Regions from separate parts of the Sus scrofa genome. Here region 1 is linked to region 2. Evidence: chromatin contacts called from public Hi-C data. All regions are on one chromosome and are shown on one strand. The core of a region is the stretch at or near the end of the contact, and the rest is flanking DNA. Distances in the headings are between cores, read along the strand shown.

Region 1 (6,682 bases), core at 1,154-3,653, 58 kb before region 2:
GGGTTCGATCCCTGGCCTTGTTTGGGGGGTTAAGGATCCCACATTGCCTTGAGCTGTGGTGTAGGTCGCAGACGCGGCTCAGATCCTGCGTTGCTGTGGTGTAGGCTGGCGGCTACGGGAACCTCCATATGCCTCGAGTGCGCCCTAGAAAAGACAAAAAAATTAAAAATAAAATAAAATAAAAAGAAATCAGGGGTTTAATGAACCACTCTAAGAGATCCGGGAAGGGAGGCTTCTTCAACAAAGACAGCTAGCATGGGTTCAGATGCAGGTACTGGCAACCCACATAAGGTAGGCTTTTCTCAGCAATCGCCTTCTCCTCCAGCAGAGCCTCAAGCAGCTTCTGACATGGGCTGTCTCCTGGGGAATGGCTGTGCCCTGTCACGACCCCTCTCCAGCAACTACACTCAGATTCCATCTTTTGTGAGTTATAGTCTGTGGGGTGCAACAGTTAGAACCTCAGCTACAAGAAGCCTTACTTGTGGACAGAAAAAAAAATGTGGCCTGTCATTTCAGAAAACAAAGACTACTGCATGCCACTTCAGTAAACCGTGAATGAGGGCCACTGCACTCTCCCTCCCTCTGCCCAATGGTGTACCCTGTGGGGAACTGATATAAATCATAGAGGCCCTAGATTCATATCAAAGAAATAAATCAAGGATCCCAGACACTTGTATCTTCCTATACATAGACAAGCAATAAAATCCTCAAGAGTTCTGTTTTTTGTAATTAGTACTAATTTTTTGATGTTCAAGTACATTTTCTCCCCAGCAAAAATTACGATATATCCTGGCTCCTCTCTTACCTTTTAGAACAGTTACTCAGAGCTGTCTGAGAAGCTGATTCCCAGGCTATAGTCCTTAGTAAGTTTCCCAAATAAAACTTGACTTTCAGCTTCTAGGATTTTTTTTTTTTCTCTGTTTTTTTAAGGCCGCACCTGTGGCACATGGAAGTTGCCAGGCTAGGGGTTGAATGGGAGCTATAGCCGCCACAGCCACAGCAATGTCAGATCCAAGCCATGTCTAAGACCTACATCATAGCTCTTGGCAACACTGGATCTTTAACCTACTGAGCGAGGCCAGGGATCGAACCTGTGTCCTCATGGATACTAGTCAGATTTGTTTCCGCTGAGCCACGACAGGAACTCCAACCTTTAGGTTTTTTTAAGTCATCATACAGGTATGGACACAGAAAAGTTAGGATCCATAAGATGAAGGGCATTGCTCACCTTTTCCACGAGGGCTAAGTGGCAAACCATTGCAGTTGGTGACCAACAGCACTTTTGGAGCAATTTAAGACAAAAACAGGATAAGGCATCTATGCTTTGGACACACAGGAATAGGCAGGTCCCATAGACAGTGAGATATACAACTCAGGAAGAATTTTAATGACCTCAGATTCTTACAGCTTCCCATACATCAAAAAGCTAAAAAGATTAACTAGAAAAGACTATTCCTTGTTGTTAGCAGTAATATTTTACCAAGATAGATGCTTGACTGCAGGCATTCACCAGCCAGAAATCATATGTAAACTGGTTTCTCCCACACTTCTTCCGAGGAGTTGGCTCAGGGCTGAGTGGCTGATTCCTGGTCCTTTTTCCTCCTCAACAAGATGCTGAATAAAACTTAATAAAACTTTACTATTCTTATGTTGTGTTTGTCTTTCTGCACACCTGTAAAATCAGTTTACTTATCTAACTTCACACTTGCATCTTAATTTAAATATTCAAAATCTTATGGAGTTCCAGTGTGAACTGGCCTTGTCACTGCAGCGGCTCGGGTAGCTGCTGTGGCAAGGGTTTGATCCCCAGCTTGGGAACATCTGCAAGACACAGGTGCGGCAAAAAAAAAAAAAAAAAACAAAGTCATAAATCAGACCTTTAGAAACAATCCAGATGTTTGCCACTTCGGCCACTGTGATTCCATCTTGTATTTCCTTATTTCTAGCAAATCATAAGTTCTATTCTAAATTCTGTGAGCGGGAATCTTAACATAAAGTCACATCACAATAATAGGTTTATCTATGGAAATAGGAAACTGGATTATGGTGAACTCCCGCCTCCAAACATAAGTTCCCTGGGTTAGGCAGAAATTCCTTTCAAGGCTTTCCCAAGCACAGCCTGAGAGACCTTGGTCACGTGCTATGCCCGTCACCACCCAGGGTTGCTATGGAGCCCAACGCGGTCCAAATCGGAAGTGGTCCTTGAAAATTACTTTCCCAGGAAACTTGCATTTGAAAAACAACGTCACTCTAAATCTCTTTTTCATAAAGTAAACTCACAGAAATACAGTCAAACTCTCGGTCTCAGCACAGAGAACGACGCTATCCTCCGGAGAAAGAATCTTCCACTTCCGCCGCTGCAAAAACTCATAGGAACCAAGATGCCGAGGGCATGGGGTCTCCGGCGAGCGCTTCTCTGGACGGACCGGTGCACAGCCGGGTTGCCGTGGAGACCGAGCGAGCTTCGTGGATGCCTAGGCGCTACTGAGGCCCAGCTTTCTGCTGTCTGTTTGCCTTCGGGGCTCGCAGAACCGACGCCAAGATGGTTAGTGGCTTTGAACAGTGAAGGAGAAGTTTCGAGATTAGAGGTTCCCAGCACATTTCTGGGTTAACTCGAGGAGCGTCCGCAGAGGATGATCTGTGGTACCCTCCCCATATTCCCAGGGGGGACGGGGTGCAACTGTAAATATATGGTTGCGTTCTTTCCTCCTGACTCTCCATTTCCCTTTTGCTGAGCTGCGCGTGGGATGGAAAGCAGACCAAGAGAAGGCTGAGGTGACAGAGCTGCGCAAAAGCATCTCTTACCTCTCTGTAATTGGAGGAGATAATGAAGTTTTCTTTCAGCTGAAGCACAGATTGATGGCCCTTTTAGTAAAATACGTGTTACAGAAAAAGTTTGAATAGGCTTACCTGGCGGTCATCGTTACAGGATTTGACTTATAAATCCTGGAGCTGTCATTCTCAGTTTAAAGTTCACTATAGGGGAGTTTCTTGGTGGGGCAGCGGGTTAGGTGGATCTGGGTTTGTCAGTGCACTCGCTTGTGTCACTGCTGTGGCGCAGGTTCGATCCCTGGCGGGGGAACTTCCACATGCCACAGCTGCTGCCCCCTCCCAAAAAAAATTGGTTATCAAAATTGGCATAGAGCTGCCTTTGTTATTTCTTTCACAGATGCTTTCAAGAGCCAAACCTGCTGTAGGTGGGGACCTACCGCACACTGACAGAAGAAAGAAGAAAGGTAGGAAGATTCCAAAACTAGAGGAGCTACTTTCACAAAGAGATTTCACTGGAGCTATTACTCTGTTGGAGGTAATGTCCAAAGAAGGTTGCTTCTTGAGAGGTGAATAACCAGAACATAGATTAATGCTTGGGTGAATGCTGGTGGCTATGTTGTTGGAACAGCTGGGTGCATGCTGTACCTGTACATCTCCAGGTACAGATGCCAAATTCCAAGTTAACTATAAACCTGATTAGAAATGAAACGATAGACCTTTTTTTGTCTTTTTTTTTTCCCTTTTTTTTGTCTTTTTCCCTTTTCTAGGGCCGCTCCTGCGGCATATGGAGGTTCCTAGGCTAGGGGTCGAATCGGAGCTGTAGCCCGCCAGCCTACGCCAGAGCCACAGCAACGCGGGATCCGAGCCACGTCTGCGACCTACACCACAGCTCACGGCAACACTGAACCCTTAACCCACTGAAGCAAGGCCAGGGACCAAACCCACAACCTCATGGTTCCTAGTCGGATTTGTTAACCACTGCACCACGACAGGAACTCCTTTTTTTTTTAATTTAATTTAATTTAATTTTTTTTTAATTTATTTTTTAAGAGACTCTTTTTAATTATGTCTAGTCCCACTGGTGGTGAATACAACCTAAAAATAATAGAGGGACATTTAGAACACTGTCAGTTCACACATTGTTCATTCCGCATCCAAATCAATTTGTGATTTACTCCTATTATATGTTATGACATTTAAATCAAATTTAAAGAATTCTGTCATATTTCATACTTATTGTCTAAAATACCACATCTTCAGAGGATGTTTCAAATCTCTATGAAGTAGTTCTCAACTTTTAATATGTATCAGCGACACTTAGTGTACTTATTAAAATGTACATTCCTGAACTCTGTCCTATATGTCCTATATATTCTGATTCTTTACAGAATTAGTCTCCAGTGATGCTTAGGAACTAGTATTTTTCACGAGCAGCCTAAGTGCTTCTGATGTAGATGGTCCAAGGATACCATGCTTTGGCAAAGTGCTTTGTGGGGAGCACCTGTTATAGGAGAATGAAGGAGTGCACCAAAGATTGAAGAGACAAAAGAGTTTGGGGAGGGAGATCCCTTCGTGGCTCAGTGGTTAATGAACCCAACTAGGAACCATGAGGATGCGGGTTTGATCACTGACCTCACTCAGTGGGTCAAGGATCCGGCCTTGCCCTGAGCTGTGCAGTAGGTTGCAGATGCGGCTTGGATCCCCGAGTTGCTGTAGCTGTGGCATAGGTTGGCAGTTGTAGTTCTGATTCAATCCCTAGCCTGAGAACTTCCACATGCTGTGGAAGCAGCTCTAAAAAACCAAAAAAAAAAAAAAAAAAATTAAAACTGAAAAAAAGAAGTTTCAGGAGTTTTTTGGCCATACCTGCAGCAGGCAAAGTTCCTGGGACAGGGATTGAACCCATACCACAGCTGCGGCCTGAGCCACAGCAGTAACAATGCCAAATCCTTAAACTTCTGAGCCACCAGAGATCCCTGAGATGAAGAGTTTAGACAGCATAGCCTGATTGTGTTGTGCCACAATAATTTCTCTTAAAGCACTACTCCAGCCATATTATTCTATCACCAATAATTGTTTTAATTAGCTTTATGTGTCTTTCTCGGTCTTTCATGTATAGTCCTCTGTTTCCTACTAGTTCTTTCATATGAAGCATATTGTTTAACTCTTTTGGCATCAGCTTTCTCATCTTTATTTTTTTATTTTTAATTTTTTTTTTTTGCTTTTTAGGGCCATACCTGTGGCACATGGAGGTTCCCAGGCTAGGGGTCTAATTGGAGCTGTAGCCGCCGGCCTACACCACAGCCACAGCAACTTCAGATCCGAGCCATGTCTGTGACCTACACCACAGCTCATGGCAACGCTGGATCCTTAACCTACCGAATGAGGCCAGGGGTCGAACCTGCTTCCTGGTGGATCCTAGTCGGGTTCGTTAACCGCTTAGCCGTGACGGGAACTCTGATGCATGTCTTAATTTTTGTCAGTCTCTTTCTCTCTTCTCTCATTTCTTTGCGCCAGGGACCGCCTTTTCCTGCTTGTGTAATCCCATGCTGCCTTTAAATTGTCAAGGAGGCTCTGCTCTGTGTTTACATGCCTGAGTAGCCAAAGTACAATGACGCAGGGAAGAGGAACTGCCATGGTTTGGGGTGAGGAAGTCTCTAGAGCTCTCCCTGAGCTTCAGGGAATTCCTGCAGCAAATTCAAGAGGACCTCAGATAAGAATTTCTTCAGAATTAAGGCGCTGTACTCAAATTCACACTATTTGATGAGGGGAGGACTCGAATGTTATGGAGTTAGCTGCAGAAGGAATTTCTTGTTCCAGACAGGAAGGCATCAATAGATGGCTTCGTCTTGTAATGGTCGAGGCACTTGAAGTTTTGTGGCAGTAATCTGTTTAACTTTGAATTTTTCACTCATGTTTTTGACCTAATGCCATATAGAGTGAAAAAAATCTCACCTCCCCGTGGTCATTCAGATTCCTCCTCCAAGGTTCGATCCTTTCCTTCAAACAGGACTTTTCTTTTGTTGGCTGATGAATTCATTAATTTTTTTTTTAATTCCTGAATATTTTTTTCACAGTGGACATAAATGATTAGGTTATTCTTCTAAACATCCTTAGTTCCTGGAGTTCCTGCTGTGGCACAGGGGTTAAGAATCCAGCTGTAGGAGTTCCCATTGTGGCTCAGCAGTTAGCGAACCCGACTAGCATCCATGAGGACATGGGTTCGATTCCTGGTCTCACTCAGTGGGTTAACAATCCAGTGTTGCCATGACCTGTAGTGTAGGTCACACTTTCGGCTTGGATCCCACATTGCTGTGGCTCTGGCGTAGGCCGGCAGCTATGCTCTGATTGAACCCCTAGCCTGGGAACCTCCATATGCCACGGATGCGGCCCTGAAAAGACAAAAAACTTAAAAAAAAAAAAATGGAATCCAACTGCAGTCTTGGATTACTGTAGAGGTAAGGGTTTGATCCCTGGCCCAGCAGTGAGTTAATGGATCCAGCATTGCTGCAGCTGTCATGTAGGTTGCAGCTGTGGCTCGGAGTCAGTCCCTGACCCAGGAACTCCCATATTCCACAAGTATGGCCATAAACAAACAAACAAATGAAACAGCATTAAACAAAAATTCTTAAAGACTGTGGTAAGACTGTTCAAGGATAATAGAATGAATTTAATGGCTTATCTTCAATGAAAGGTTATAGCCTATGAATAAATACATGCTTGTGCTCATGAGACAGGTTCTGACATGTGAAGTTGAATGCAGTAGTGCACCGGGGGTGAGGACATGGCCTTTGGAGTCAGTGGACTACGGTGGGCCTTGCCACCACACTTACTGGCTGTGTGTGACCTTGAGTTCATTGCTTAATTTCTCTAACCTTCTGTTATTTGGTGATAAGTATTTCATATAATTTTC
Region 2 (6,677 bases), core at 3,775-6,274:
GTTCCCGTTGTGGCTTGGTGGTAATGAACTCAACCAGTATCCATGAGAACATAGGTTCAATCCCTGTCCTCGCTCAGTGGGTTGGGGAACCAGCATTGCTCTGAGCTGTGGTACAGGTCACTCATCTGGCTCAGATCCTGCATTGCTGTAGCTGTGGTGTAGGCTGGCAGCTGTAGCTCTGATTCGACCCCTAGCCTGGGAACCTCCATATGCCACAGGTGCAGGCCTAAAAAGCCAAAAAGAAAGCAAAGGTTTGGTCAACCAAGATTTGCTGTGTGCCTTCTATCCTGCCACTTCTATCATGCCACTCCCTTCTAGCCTGCAGAGTTTCTGCTGAAAAATCTGCCAGTAACCTTATTGGGGTTCCCGTGGATGTTATTTGTTTCTTTTCCTTAGCTGCTTTCAATATTTTCTCTTTGTTTTTAATTTTGGTCAGTTTGATTAATATGTGTCTTGGGGTGTTCCTCCTCGGGTTTATTTTATATGATACTCACTGTGCTTCCTGGACTTGAATGAGTGGTTCCTTTCCCATGTTAGGGAGGTTTTCAGCTATTATCTCTTTGAATATTTCTTCTGTTCCTTTCTCTCTCTCTTCTTTCTGGCACCCCTATAATACGGATGCTGGTGCCGTTAACATTGTCCTAGAATTCTCTGAGACTCTCTTCATTTCTTTTCAATCTTTTTTCTCTTTTCTGTTCCACATCAGTGATTTCCACTAGTCTGTCCTCCACCTCACTTATTCGTTTTTCTGCCTCCTATATTCTGCTGTTGCTTGTTTCTAATTAATTTTTTATTTCAGTTATTGTATTTTGCATCTCTGCTTGCTTAAGTTTTAAATCTTGGTTTCTTTGCTCAGCGTTTGCTCTAATTATCAATCTTTGCCTGCAGTTTATTTCCAATGTCTTGCATCATCTTCAGCATCAACAGTCTTTTTCCTGGAGGCTGAGAATCTCCCGATCACTTAGCTGTTTTTCTGGGTTTTTTTCTTTCTCCCTTATCTGAGTTATAGTTCTCTGTCTTTTATTTTTATTTTCATAGGTTTTTGGTGTGGTGACCTTTTTGCAGACAATAGAGTTGTAGCTTCTCTTACTTCTGATGGCTGCCTCCCTTGTGGCTGAAGTTGGTACAGGGGGCTTGCTGTAGGCTTCCTGATGGGAGGGACTGGTGCCTGCCCCCTGGTAGGTGGGGTGATTTCTATTTCTGGTGGGTGAGGCTTTGTCTCTGGGTGAGATTAGAGGCAGGTGTGTGCCTGGGGGGTCTTTAGGCAGCCTGTTTACTGAGGGGTGGGGCTGCGATCCCACCTGGATTGTTGTTTGCCCTGGGGCTTCTCAGTGCTGATGGGTGGGGCCAGATTTTCCCAAAATGCTCACCTCCAGAGAAACACTTGCTATTGAATATTATATTCCTGAGACCTTTGCCTCCAATGTCCTTCCCCCACAACAAGCCACAGTCACCCCCTGTTTTCCCAGGAGATTCTCCAAAAACTGCAGTCAGGTCTGACCCAGAATCCTATGGAGCCTCTGCTTTGCCCTGGGACCCAGGGCAAATGAAAGTCTCTGTGTGCCCCTCAAGAATGGGGTCTCCGTTTCCCCCAGTCCTGTGGAGCTCCTGCTCACAAGCCCCTCTGGCCTTCAATGCCAGGTGCCCCGGGGACTCTTTCTCCCAGTGCCAGATCCCCAGGTGTGGGCACTTGATGTGGGGCTCCGAACTCTCATTCCTGTAGGCGAGTCTCTGTGATACAGTTACTTTCCAGCCTGTGCTTCCCACCCAGAAGGTACGGAGTTGCTTATATTGAGTAATCACCCCTCCTACCTATTGATGTGGCCTCATCTTTGTTTTCTGGAGTAGGATATCTTTTTGAAAGTTTTCCTTCCATTTTGTTGAAGGTTTTTCAGCATTTGGTTGTAATTTTGTTGTTTTTATGAGAGAGTTGAGCTCTAGTCCTTCTATTCTGCCATCTTTGAATTGAGAATTTGGGGGGAAAAAAAGGGCAGCTCAAGTCACCAATCATCTTTTTGTCAAATACAGGAATCAGCTCCCTGTCTGCATCTTTCTGGACTTGGTGGCATTCAATACAGTTGACTACTCTTACTTTTTGAAATGCTTTTAAGATCATGTTACACCTCTACTTAGAATTGTCCACTGGCTCTGGGTTTTACTTATAGTAAAAGTTAAAAACTCCTTATGCCATTCTGTGAGCTGGCCCCTAGCTCCCTCTCAGATTTGTCTCCTGCATCCTTCCACCTCTTGCTCAGTGCACCCCAGCCACTCTGACCTTCCTCCCAATTCACCAAGCTCACTTTCTACACAGACTTTGCACTTTGTTTTCTTTCTCTGTGATACTCTTCCTTTGGATCTACCCAAGACATTCTAGTCTTCCCCCCCCCCCACCCTTTGGCTGCACCTGCACCTGTGGCATGTGGAAGTTCTCAGGCCAGGGATCATACTCAAGCCACATTAGTGACCCAAGCCACAGCAGTGACAACACCTGGTCCTTAACCCACTGAGCCACCAGGGAACTCCAAGACATTCTCATCTTAAATGTGTCTTCCTTAGAGAGGACTAACATAAAAAGGACTAACATGACGTTGAACCTTCATGATACTACCTAATTATGTTGATTCTGTTTGTCTCTGCTATTGCCAATTAGGTTTTTTCTATTTTTTAACTCCATGAGGCAGCCATTTTAAGCTTATTGCTAAGGTCTCTTTGGAAGATGACAGAGAGGATTTGGAGGACAATTCTGCTGCTCTGCCTCTAGAATATAACACTAATGGAAAGCTATTAAAGAGTTGGATTGACTTGCCCCTTTTCTGTAAGTATGCTTCTCAATAAGTGCAAGATTATCACACTCTGGATTGCGCATTAGCCCTCAAAATGAGATCTGAGAGTTTGTAAATTATCAAAATTACTGTAAAGATGTTTTAGATCGTAATTCCTTATGAAAAAGTATGAGTAGCTAGAATTTTTATTGGCCATGTCCACAGCATGCAGGAAGTTCCCCCGGGCCATGGATCTAAAGGTGCCAGGGCAGTAGCAACAACAGATCCTTAACCACTAGGCCAGCAGGGAACTCCCAGAATGCTTGATTTTATAGCATTACAGCTGGATAACACCAATATCTTACATATCTTAAATAAGCTAACATTTTATTTTTATTTATTTGTATACTTTTTGTCTTTTGTCTTTTTAGGGCTGCACCTGTAGCCTATGGAGGTTCCCAGGCTAGGGGTGGAATCCGAGCTACAGCTGCCTGCCTACACCACGGTCACAGCAACGCAGGATCTGAGCCTTGTCTTCAACCTACACCACAGCTCATGGCAACGCTGGATCCTTATCCCACTTAACGAGGCCGGGGATGGAACCCACACCTTCATGGATACTAGTCAGGTTGTCCGCTGAGCCACGACAGGAACTCCGATAATCTAACATTTTAGACAAAGATTCTGACTTTGCATTGAACAAGAATTGACTTCGGCTTTTTCCTAGCCCCTTCAAAGGCCCTCAGTACTCCAAAAAATTACATAGGATTTTGTATTAGCAGTTGAGAGCTGGGAGGGACCACTGGAACCATCCCATTCCAACACCATCTTTATACAAATGGGGAAAGTAATAGGAGGGATTAAAAAAACCATCTAGTAGGAATTTGTCTATGACATCACACTGACTCAGAGTCATTAATTGGTGTTAACATTGTTAATCTGGTTGATGAAATTAACAGCTGCAGATTTTAAATGGGCAATACTACTCATTATTTTGGACTTTACACTATTTTTTGAAAAAAATTTAAATAACTGATTTACAATTTGATGTTAGTTTCATATATGTGTTTTTTCAAATTCCTTTCTCTTACCGGTTATTACAAAATATTGAGTATAGTTCCCATTCTTTTATTTTTATTTTATTATTATTATTTTTTGGTCTTTTTGCTATTTCTTGGGCCGCTCCCGCGGCATATGGAGGTTGCCAGGCTAGGGGTTGAATTGGAGCTGCAGCCACCGGCCTACGCCAGAGCCACAGCAACGCTGGATCCGAGCCGCGTCTGCAACCTACACCACAGCTCACGGCTACGCCGGATCGTTAACCCACTGAGCAAGGTCAGGGACCAAACCCGCAACCTCATGGTTCCTGGTCGGATTCGTTAACCACTGCCCCACGACGGGAACTCCTAGTTCCCATTCTTTTAAATATGAATTCCAATTAGTTTATTACAGGCGTGCCTACAAGGCATTCCCAAATAAGTCTCCTCCCTTATCCGAAATGGGTCATTTAGTATTCTGCTTTCAAGAGAGTACATCCCTAAAATGCCAACAAAACAAACTGTTGGGAAGGGTTTTTTTTTTTTTAATTTATAAACAGCTTAGACTTTATGAACAAACCCAGAAGTGTTCATTTGTCTCTTCAGTTTCCAAACTGCACAACGTTACTGAGCATTTTACGACCGTGTCACACAATTTCTGCCATAGCCGGGCGAGAAAAACAGAAGCCGGTGTAGGAAAGGGAGGCCTGTGGCAGTTAGTGTCGCGCTTGGCGCAGAGAAGTCGCAGAGCGAGTCCGGCTGGAGTTAGCCATTTCCTTTCTTCCCTGATACTTCGGACTGCGGGCGGACTATGTGGGCCGACACGGAGCAGGTCCAAGCGTTCGTTCCTCTGCCTTTTCCCCGCATCCCCAACTCTGGAAGCGAGGGCGGGAGGCATGTGCTGGGCGCTACCGGGCGCCATGGTTAGGTCGGTCGTAGGCACATCCGGACTTCTGCCCTCGGTCGAGCCCCACGCGCGCTTCCAGTTTCCCGAGCGAATGGAAAGCTTCTTAGGAAACCCCAGACCCCTCCTCTTGAGGAAGGGCGCAGACGGCGTCCCCGTTTCCAAGGAAACTAGGCCTGCCATGACGTCACTTCCGCTGACCTGTCTGGACTCCAGACTGTTGGGAGAAAAAGAGGAAAACTGAGCCACAGCCACGACAGTGGATGCGAGCGTCTGCCGTCTGCGCATGCGCCCGCTCAGCGGCCTGCTTCTATTTATGTGGGGGATCCAACATGGCGGCTGCGGCGACCCTGGCGATGGCGGTGCAGCCCATCAGAACGTAGTGGCGGGGAAGGGGGCACGGTCCGCACTCACGGTGGCGTCGGCGGAGACAGCTGAGGGTGGTGGAGGGAAGAAAAGCGACGGAGAGCAAAAGGAAGGGCAGGCAGGCAAACAACTCGGCGAAGAAACGAGCGCCGGCTCGAGCGAAGGCAGAGGGCCAGAACAGTGGGGATGGCGGAGCCACGCAGAGTAGCGTTTATTAGCCTGTCACCGGTGAGGCGGCGCGAGGCCGAGTACCCGGGGGCCGAACGCGAGCCCGAATACCCTCGCGAGCCCCCCCGGCTGGAGCCGCAGCCGTACCGCGAGCCCGTCCGGCCGGAGCAGCTAGCCCCGCGGGAGGCTGCCCCCCGGTCGGACGCGCAGCCCCCGCCGCGGGAGAAGCCGCTCCCCCAGCGCGAGGTCAGCCGCGCCGAGCCGCCCATGTCGCTGCAGCGCGAGCCCCCGCGGCCCGAGCCGCCGCCGCCGCCGCCGCCTCCGCTCCCGCAGTTGCACTTGCAGCCGCCCCCGCCGCGGGAGTCGGTTTCCCGGGCCGAGCCGCAGCAGAGGCCGCCGAGGGAGACCGTACGCCTGGAGCTGGTGCTCAAGGATCCCACCGACGAGAGCTGCGTGGAGTTCAGTTACCCGGAGCTGCTACTGTGCGGAGAACAACGGGTACAGGAGATTCCTCCCTCATCCCCCAGACCCCGGGAGCCTCAGGACCCGTCCTCCTTCCCCAGTGGTTTTCGCCTTCCGACGCCCACCTGGAGCATCTCGGGTCGCCCCGGAGGGTGGCTGGAGGGGGCAGGGGCCGAGCGGGTGGGTGGGTGGTTGGTGCTGCTTTCCTCTGCTCCCTAGGGTTGGCCGTGGTTCCCACCGGGCTCCATCGAGCCCCCCTCGTGAGCCCGCTCCAAACGCCGTTCCTAGCCAGCTTTTTCTTTTTGCTTTCCCCACAAAATCTGGGGGCCCTGCAAGTTGCGTTGTTGGGTTATGCTGGGGGAGCTCTAGCAGTGCTTTCAGTAGAAAGGAAGAGAAAACCTTGGGGGACACGCCCCCCAGTCTGAAGCAGAGAGATTGTGTAACCCCTCCAATATCATCCTCACCTTCGTCGTTATTTGTTGTGCTCAGCGTTGAGATGTGCTTCGGAGCCTGGGGTATTTTTCTCAATTGAAGGAGATTTAAAAGTAATCTAAAAATTTTTCAGATTAAAGATTCCACTTTAGGAATGAAGGATAAGTGGGTTAGTTATCTGGTACCTTGTTTTTCAGCCCTGTGTTGATATTGATACACCTTTTAAGCTTTGCTTTCTCTGCAATTTGTTCATATTAGAAGGATGTCAGTCTTGTTTTATTTGGTGCTTACCATCATATTCTCATTTGAGTGCGTATCATTAGTGTATAGGACCTTGGAGGATATTGCGCTTCGCCGTTGTAATTTTTGGAGAAATGATGGGGGAAAAAATCTTAGCTTTGAATGTTTAAAAAAAACTTTGCTGAAAATATATAGCTATGCCTTTGGTGGAACTGGTAAACAATGGAGGTAGGAGGAAGGTTTGTTGGTAACTGTAATTTTTATTGTTGTTGGTTGATGATCTTCAGAAGTAAACTAGAAAAGAAA

What was found. Hi-C and Micro-C count contacts between places; a contact is called where the count stands out from the background.
Region 1: a Hi-C map of alveolar macrophages shows a contact between it and region 2, with 1.8 times the contacts expected there. The contact joins the promoter of TTC26 here to the promoter of UBN2 in region 2. A contact is called at or near these places in 6 of 47 Hi-C or Micro-C datasets (alveolar macrophages, blood, fetal heart ventricle and 3 more) and 2 of 2 datasets of contacts at active chromatin or transcription factors (alveolar macrophages and skeletal muscle).

Annotation. Positions count from the first base shown.
Region 1 is chr18:10,505,316-10,511,997 of Sscrofa11.1, reverse strand. It overlaps TTC26 (intraflagellar transport protein 56), which reads left to right and starts at 2,403. Exons shown (of 17, transcript XM_005657746.3): 1 at 2,403-2,545; 2 at 3,170-3,307. The coding sequence starts at 2,543. It also overlaps the pseudogene LOC110257599.
Region 2 is chr18:10,449,590-10,456,266 of Sscrofa11.1, reverse strand. UBN2 (ubinuclein-2) reads left to right here and starts at 5,024. Exons shown (of 16, transcript XM_021079092.1): 1 at 5,024-5,735. The coding sequence starts at 5,256.